Linked DNA regions of Mus musculus: region 2 is linked to region 1. A link is a contact called in public Hi-C data. All regions are on one chromosome and are shown on one strand. The core of a region is the stretch at or near the end of the contact, and the rest is flanking DNA. Distances in the headings are between cores, read along the strand shown.

Region 1 (4,429 bases), core at 948-3,447:
ACATGGAAGTGGGAACACACCCGTCTGAGAACAAAAGGACGAATGGAAGGAAGGAGCGTGCAGAGGGATGGTTATGAATAACACTGGGGAAAACTAAAGTCAGGGAAGACTGTGCACATGGTTCCTTACATACTGGAAGGAAAATGGCACTACACAATCCTGTGTGACAATATTTTATTTAAATATGAAAAAGGTACAGAAGAACTCAGATGAACATATCAAAACTTTACAATCAAAAAGGATTTAAAAAGTAAGCACCTGAACAAGGTGAGATGAATACATGACCTGGAAAGGAAATCGTCAAACACAGAGGAGAACGTCACTGAAATGGAGGGGATAGCAGCAGTGTGATTGGAAAAGTTGGCAACAAAGAAGAGAGATTTGGCAAGAAAACTGAAAGTTAAAATATGTAAATGTAAATGTTGGGACTGAAAAGCTCAGTGAATCTAATAAAGTCACAACGGAAAGCATCGCCTACGGCACAGATCAAGCAGAAGACAGAGTAGCAAGAACCAAAGCCAAAGCCAAGGAAAGTGTCCACCCAAACATCCTTAAAGGGAAACAAGAATGAAGACCATCTCCAAGAAGTCTAAGATGGGAAGAAAAGATCAAGCACACAAGAATCCCAAGGAGCTGAAATAAAAAACTAAACACACCATCTATTTAATGAAAGTATAGCAGAGAATTTCAAAGTTTTAGGGAAATATGACATTCAAATATAACACACATTTAGAACACCAACTGGATATGTCCAGAAAATAACTTCTTCCTGACATGAGATAGACAAGATGTCACAAAAACAAAGCAATAGAAGTAAAACTACAAAGGAAAACCCTAACTCGCCTATGAAGTCTAGTGCATGAGAACAGCATTGAGTTCTGGTAAGCACCCCTAAATCCAGGAAAGCATGGGATGAAATATTTCAGTTCCTGAAGTAAATAACTATCAACCAAGATTACTATACCCAGCTGAGTTATCCTAAAACTTGTTGGAACAATAAGAAACTTTCAAGAGAAGGACACCCAGGATACTCCATGATCACTAAGCCACCATTACAGCAGGTATTTAGAGGGATACTATACACAGAAGAAAAGAAAGCATTTTGTTTATGAGACCACAGAAAAAAACATAAGTTTCATAAGAGAAATAGTTGAATAACAAGCAGGAAGGGACCCATTATGTCTGACACTGTAAATCAGTAAATCTTTTATACCTATAAGGGAGAAAAAAATAAGAATAAATAATAATCCAACCAACTAAAAGACAATCAACAAAATTATAGCAATGACTACACCTGACTTAATAATAACCTTAGATATAAATGGCCTCAACTTACCAGGAAAAGGCATAGGCTATCTGCTTCAATCAGTAAACAAGATCCAACCATTTAGTTTTGTTGTCACCAAAACCCACATCTCATTGCTACCTTACATTGATGAGAATAAAAAAATCAAAGTAAATGTATTAAAAGATGGAGAAGCCAAAACCAATCTAGTATAGGTATTCTAGTATTTAATAAAGTCATTGTCACACAAAGATTAGGAGAGATAGAGGCTACAACATATTTATAAAAGCAACAAGTGATCAAAATGTGACAACTGCATATATTGTAGCTAGCAGTTCTATAAAATAAATACTGGTAGGCATAAAATGTCAGCTAGAACTTGTTATAACAACACTGGGTGCTATCAATATTGCACTTTCCTCTTTAGTTATATCACCTAAACTAAAATCAGTGAACAAACTACAGAGTTTAACTACATTCCAGATGAAATGTACACACATACACACCATCATCCAACAGACTGCTTCTCGGCAATCTATTAACCTTATCTAAAATATAGCACATTCTGAACCTATTTCTTACTGCATCTCACTAATACAATGGTTCACTATATCTGACCTCCACCATCTTTACCTAAATAATTACAGTACCCACTTCTTGAGTAAAATGTGTGGGAAAAATAAGAGTGTGGTGTTCTCACTGACGTAACCGGCATGAAGAAATCATTCAGTAAAAGTTTGTTTCCCTATGCACGGCAGATACCAGCAAGCCGAATACCCACCCCTTCTGACCGGAAAGCGGTGGCCATTCTGTGTGTTTGGCGGGCACCTCGAAGCCCCCTGCAGAAAGCTGCAGGCCTCCAGATGTCCACAGAGCTTCTGGGAGAGACCAAGTTACTCTTAGAACAATAGCCCTGTTCAGTTTCCTACCAAAGCTTGCCAGGGCTCCACACAGAACCTTTCACCCCCTGTCTCTGTAAGCCAAGCCTAAATTCAATTACTGTGAAATTAACTACACATTAAACAAAAAACTCCCAACCTGGTAGTTGTCACTGCTAATTGACTGGTTACCACTCACTGATGCTGGCTTTCAGCGTCCAGCATGCTGACAAGGAGAGCTGTCAAGACTTCCCCGCAGGGTGGGCTGCAGCTGCCCGAGACTTGATTTGAACTGACAAGGCACAGCAAGCTAATATCAGAGCGCACTTTAGGTGAGCCACATGACACTGGAGGGGACCTCACAGGATGAGCAAGGCAGCAGAAACAAGCACTGGAGGAAAGGGACACGTTAAGGCAAAAGGGGTGGCAAGAATGAGGGCAATGGCCCTGAAAAGATGACATTCAGACAGCAATGGCTGGGTTGTGAGCAGGCTGCTATTCAGCATTCTGATGGTAACAGCGTGATAAATTTATGATTTTCCTGACAAGAGCTCTGTGAATATTGGTTAGATAGATGAATGGATTTCATAAAATAGAAGGGGGCATCTTCCCATACATTTATCTCATTTTTAAGAAGCTTCTGAAATTTTATCTTCTCTCTATGCTCTGTCAAGAAATCAATTTGCTTGAAAACCTTAGGGTGAAGATATTCTTACTAAACTCTATACAAAAAAAAAAAAACCCTCCAGATCCCGTTCTCTATACCCCACCCCATCCCATACAAGGACCATACTGACTGCCCTACTTGAAAAGATGTGTAAGGGGTCTGTCTCTGCTTGTCAAGATCAGCAGAGCACCAGCCACATCTACCAGCTTGCTAAGTACTCACACTTAGGACAGAGAACACAAGCAAACAAAAGAGGCTCAGTTTACAGCGTGCACTGGAAGAAGGAGAGAGCAACTCAGTTTGCCACCTAGGCCTATCCTGCCCGGATAATAATTATAACCATGGGTTTCTTCTAATTTTAACTTTCTGGAGGCAGAACAAAGGGTGCAGGAAGAATTCACCTGAACCTAAAGAGGGGCCGTTCATTGGGCTTGTTAAGTTGTTAAATTAGAGACTCTATATACAACTATGGAGTAGGAAAACTACTGTGACAATCCTGTGTTGAGTAGGATGCTATGAAAGAGTTAGGTAGCCACAAAATTCTTCTTTTTGACACCATGCAGTGGTAACTAAAGGAGTTGTTAAAGAGGTGTCTAAAAGATACCCCCAATAATCTTGTGTTTTGAATGCTCAGCCCCCTTCTTACAGCACCATTTTGAAAGCTCTGGAGACTTTAGGAGGTAGGGCCTGGCCTCACTGGCCCAAGGATGGGAGACTGAAATTCACATCCCTCTCCTGCTTCCTGCCTGCCACCATGTGAACAGCCATCATGGGTTCATCTCCCACTGGCACGCTTTCCCAACTGTGGTGGACTGGAACCCTCTAAACTCTAATGGAAACAGAAACAAGCAAACAAACGACTTTTATGTTGCTTCTCCCCACTACTTCATCACGGTAACAAGAAGTAACTAAGACAACGGTTCTGACTGTTTCCCCCAGGCTCTCAACGCCGAGAACAAATTTCACACTTCTACTTCTGAATCTTGTTTCCAACCCATGCCATATCGAAGAGAATGAATATTATGGCCTGTCTTGTTCCACGGAGCTTCCCCTAGGCTTTTGTTCATAACTACTTCCTTCATGTCCTCCTTGTTAGGAAGAGATTGGTGAGTATGAACTCTGTGGCCAGGTGGTGGTGATCCTACGTCATGATCACGGAGACTGAAATTTGTTCTGCCTTGGTATTTCCCTTTTACTCTTTTTCTCCCCTCCCCAGCCAAAGGTCAAACGTTTACTAATTGCTAATGATTAAAAGTATTGTGCTAACTGATGCTAACTACAGTGACATTTCTGTAATTAGTTTAAGAGTCTAAAGTGATGTGCAGGATAGCCAGAGAGGCTACAGAGAAGAGCAGGACTATATCTGAAAGTTGAAATGGATCCAGTTTTCTAAAATTAGCTGAAGCAGCAACCAAGAAAGACCCATGAAAATAAGGGCCTCGTGTGTATACTTCTGTTGACTTTGGAAGTGAGTCCTTCCACACTCAGAGCTGCCTTGCTTCCCAGCTCTCCAGGGCTTCACAACTCCATGCCAGTCTCTGAGAAAGGTCCTCAATGCCAGCATCCTCTCGCAGATGAGAGGCTGTGAATGGCTTCTCA
Region 2 (4,429 bases), core at 1,217-3,716, 75 kb after region 1:
TCTCTCGGGCTGCCTACTGGAGGTCCTGTGACAGATGTTTCTATCCCATGGGTCTTTGAACCCATTTTGTCGGGAAGGGCTGCTTCTTAACTGGCTTTCAGACCTCAAATTTTAACTTTGTAAAAGCCACGATGACTCCAACGTCATACAAACAAGCAAGGGAGAGGCAGGAAATTCAAGTCTCAAATTCATTCACAAGCATAGCTCCCCCTCGTTTCCATTCACTGTCCTGAGGAAGAACTAAGGCTCACAGAAAGGAAGGAAGGAAGGAAGGAAGGAAGGAAGGAAGGAAGGGAGGGAGGGAGGGAGGGAGGGAGGGAGGGAGGGAGGGAGGGAGGAAGGAAGGAAGGAAGGAAGGAAGGAAGGAAGGAAGGAAGGAAGGGAGGAAGGAAGGAGGGAAGGAGGGAAGGAAGGAAGGAAGGAAGGAAGGAAGGAAGGAAGGAAGGAAGGAAGGAAGGAAGGAAGGGAGGAAGGAAGGAAGGAAGGAGGGAAGGAGGGAAGGAAGGAAGGAAGGAAGGAAGGAAGGAAGGAAGGAAGGAAGGGAGGAAGGGAGGAAGGGAGGAAGGGAGGAGGGAAGGAGGGAAGGAGGGAAGGAGGGAAGGAAGGAAGGAAGGAAGGAAAGGAGGGAGGAAGGAAGGAAGGAAGGAAGGAAGGAAGGAAGGAAGGGAGGGAGGAAGGAAGGAGGGAAGGAGGGAAGGAGGGAAGGAAGGAAGGAAGGAAGGAGGGAAGGAAGGAAGGAAGGAAGGAAGGAAGGAAGGAAGGAAGGAAGGGAGGGAGGAAGGAAGGAAGGAGGGAAGGAGGGAAGGAAGGAAGGAAGGAAGGAAGGAAGGAAGGAAGGAAGGAGGGAAGGAAGGAAGGAAGGAAGGAGCAATAATAGAAGGGTTCTGTTGGCATCAGCTATTTGCACTGTCTGACATCCATTCAACACTCTCTTGACTAAACAGCTGTGCCCAGTGGGCACAACCCAGGGTTGACATTTTATTGGCTTATTTCAAGAGGCAGAAAGCTGTGATTCTATATAGCCATTGTCACCTTCTCTTCTCTGAGCACAGGGCCAGCTTCAATAGCAGCTCACCCACCTGGTCAAGTGAGACATGGTTGTCCTTCATGGCATTGGCTGCCACACAGTAGGAGAAATAGCCACTAACAGTCATAGCACAGGTCCTCCCTCTTCAGTAGCTCAACTGATTTTTCTTGAGTTTATTTAAGCATATTTTTTTCTAAAGCTATTGTAAAAGTCCTAGTCTGATTCTAGTTTGACCAATTTAGGTCAAATACTTCTTTAGGAAGAAATAGCATCATGGGGCAGAATATACAGTGTTTCGTTACACTTAAATTCCAGATAGACAACAGGTTTGTGTGTGTGTGTATGTGTGTGTGTGTGTGTTCCATATAATATCTCAGATACACTTTAATAAAAGAACATAATCGTTTATCTAAAATTCAAAGTTAACTGGGTCTCCTTTCGGTTTTATGGCTGTTGCTTTGCTAATTTGAGCAAGACCCTCCATCAGGAGCCCAAAATAGGTGGAAATATAAAGATTTTTATTACATCTGGATAACATGTCCACCACCCCAGCACAGAAGACCAAAGTCCACCTCACTAAAGACACATGTCCCCTGAGGAAAACCAGGTACAAGTCTAGAAGACGAAGGACAGACATTGATCAGCCAAACACAGCAGATCTGTCCAAAATCGAAGTGGGTGTGGCTATGGAAAAGGAGCGTGTGGTTTCAAAGGTTTTCAGGGGCGGGGCTGGGGGGGGAGGGGTGATGTGGGCCAGCTGAGGGGGGGGGGAAGAAAATTGTGCAGGCTCCTTCTCAATCTCCTAAGGTTGTGTTTTTAGCCGTACACATTTGCCAGATTGCTTGAAAAAAGGCAACAGCTGTGGGAACTGACAGTTTACAGTTGGGATAAATCGCATTAGTGAAGTATTTCAATTAGAGTGATATCGAACTAAAAAACCAAAGTCATCCCTGAACAAATAAATTAGCACTTCAGTTCGTGAAGTGGAAGATTTCAACAGCGCCTACCTGCCCATTGTTGTGCTGATAGTTCCTGATACTGCCCTTGTAGGGATGGCGCATATGTCCTGCTAGAGAAGGACAATTAGTCAGGATCAGTCTATAACTAGGTATTTGTTTCATTCCTGACCAACAGCCAAATTTGGTCTCAGATCAGCCTGAAATGTCCCTAATGGTGCATCAGAGAGCCTTCCTGCGGGGTCCTGGTACAGCCCACCAGCAGGTCAGCCAGACGACACAGGGCTGGACTCTCTTTCCCAAGCTAATTCATCTACACCGGTAGCACTTTAAAAATCAACTCAGAGACCGGTCTTGCAGCAGATGCTTTTTCCGCCTGCAGAAGATGAATGTGAAGAACCACAGCTCCCTTGTTCTCTCAGGGTCGGGGCCAGCTCAGCCCACAGACTGCAGGCAGCCAGGGGCTCTACAAAAGCCTTCTGTTCGCCTGGCCTCCTTTTCCTTCCCACCCATTCTCCTCCTCCAACATCACACCCGGTTCTCCCAACTCCCCACCCCAGCCTGAGTCGCAGCAGAAATTTTTCCTCTGCTAGCTAGTGATTCCGGCTAATTAGGTGGCTGCTTTCATTTACTTCAGCAGTTGGAAGAGGGGCTAAAATAGCATTGCCCCTATTCGTGTTGGAAAAATAAATCATGCCCATTGTTACTCAAGATCTTCCTCTCCCCCTCCTTCTCCCGCTCCTTCTCCCCCCCTCCCCCCCCCCCCCGCCCCCCAATCAAGCAAATTAGCAGCTTGGTTCGTTTTCCTGGCATTCACTCCAGGGCAGCCAGCAGCACCCCGGAATGTGGCTTGAAGGTGTGTGGTCAGTACAATTGTTTGGAGCTGTTTGTGCCAACAATGGGAGGAAATGCCTGTCTTCCAGAGGACACCGAGTGGCACTTGTCTTCCTTAGCTTAAGGAGGTCTTACCAGCTGCTGCCAAGCCTGGCTTCTCAGGAAGAGATACACCGCCATCTATTGGTCACGGAGGTTAACGGCAATGCCTTTCTCTCCCATATTTGCTCGAGGCCACTAAAGGACAGACAACAAAGCTTCTAGTAAGTTCTAAAAATAAGCTGATTCTTTGTACCTCGGAGTAAGACGGCGTTTTCCTCTAAGGTTGCAACTCTAAGTGCAGTGCAGCGCGTGACTAATACTTCCGCTGTGGGGCGCTTTCCGTGATGCTGGTTTCCAGGTCTCAGGATGGTTGGCTGGCATTGTCTGAAAGAGCTTGAGGCTCACCACTTCTCCATCCGACCTCAACTATCTTGGGTATCAGCACTTCTGGGTAATGGTTCTTACGCTGTAAACCTTCATATCATCCTTCTCCCACCCAAAACAAGCCCAGTTTCTAAGACTGCAAGATGGGGAGGGGCATTCAAAAGCTTCCTGCATTCAGAGACACTTGTCTGTGCACTGAGGATCAAATGCCAAGTCTTTTTGCATCCTGGATCCTGAAACAAGCAACTCCCCTATTCCTGACAACAAATGCTTCGGCTGCCTTTTATTTCATTCTGTTCTACATACATGAAGGACATGATTGCCTCCCTGGTTTCCAGTTTTAAAAAAATCCTGATTTGATTAGCGTTTGTGTAGAGATGGACGATCATATACAACCAGTCCATCGCAATATGTTGGGTTTGGTTTGTGACTCTCAATCAGGGTGACTGGCATGACATCCAAGAGTCTTTGTTATCATATTGGAACATTTTGGATTGACACAACTTGACAAGGTGTTGAGCGTTCTACAGCATTCAGGAGAGACCCACCACTAACACACACAGCAGAGAGTTATCCAGCCCAAACTGTCAATAGCACAGATGCACTAGGAGTCTGGTTTAGAAAAGGGGGAGGGGGAGGGAGGGGGAGGGAGAGGGAGAGGGAGAGGGAGAGGGAGAGGGAGAGGGAGAGGGAGAGAGAGAGAGAGAGAGAGAGAGAGAGAGAGAGAGAGAGAGAGAGATCGCCCTCTGGTAATGGGGTTATGATAACATTGATTGTTCTCAAATGAGCCACACCGCAGAGACAGAGGATAATTCTCCTTCTCCCAAGTCAGTATTTACTGCCTTTTTTTCTTCTTTAGCTCTTCCATTTTAAACATAATTTAGCTGTCTTTTTCCCCCCTTCTGCTGCTGGGAAGAGAAAGGGTTGGAGGGGGAGGGGAAGGCAAAAAGAAAAGGAGGATTAGAGGCTTGACCTGTTTCTCGGGAAGAGATGCCACATCCCTCTCTCAGATGTGCTTCGTGACCAGGCAGGGTACAATTAAAAGCACAATAATTTGCTTGTTATTCAAGTCAGGCATTAGTCCGGGTAATGGCGTGCTTGGTGGAGAGATGGATTTCCTTGTTAGGCAATAAGCGCAGGATTAACTGAATTCTCCATGGAGAAATCTTGATTTGTTCAAGGTCTT

What was found. Hi-C and Micro-C count contacts between places; a contact is called where the count stands out from the background.
Region 2: a Hi-C map of the N1E-115 cell line shows a contact between it and region 1, with 4 times the contacts expected there. A contact is called at or near these places in 3 of 484 Hi-C or Micro-C datasets (the N1E-115 cell line, cerebellum and pancreatic cancer cells) and 1 of 9 other capture datasets (embryonic stem cells).

The regions. Positions count from the first base shown.
Region 1 is chr19:15,724,809-15,729,237 of GRCm38.p6, forward strand. No RefSeq gene overlaps it. Among named protein-coding and RNA genes, the nearest start is that of Gm24319, 47 kb to the left of the region's middle.
Region 2 is chr19:15,799,050-15,803,478 of GRCm38.p6, forward strand. No RefSeq gene overlaps it. Among named protein-coding and RNA genes, the nearest start is that of Gm24319, 120 kb to the left of the region's middle.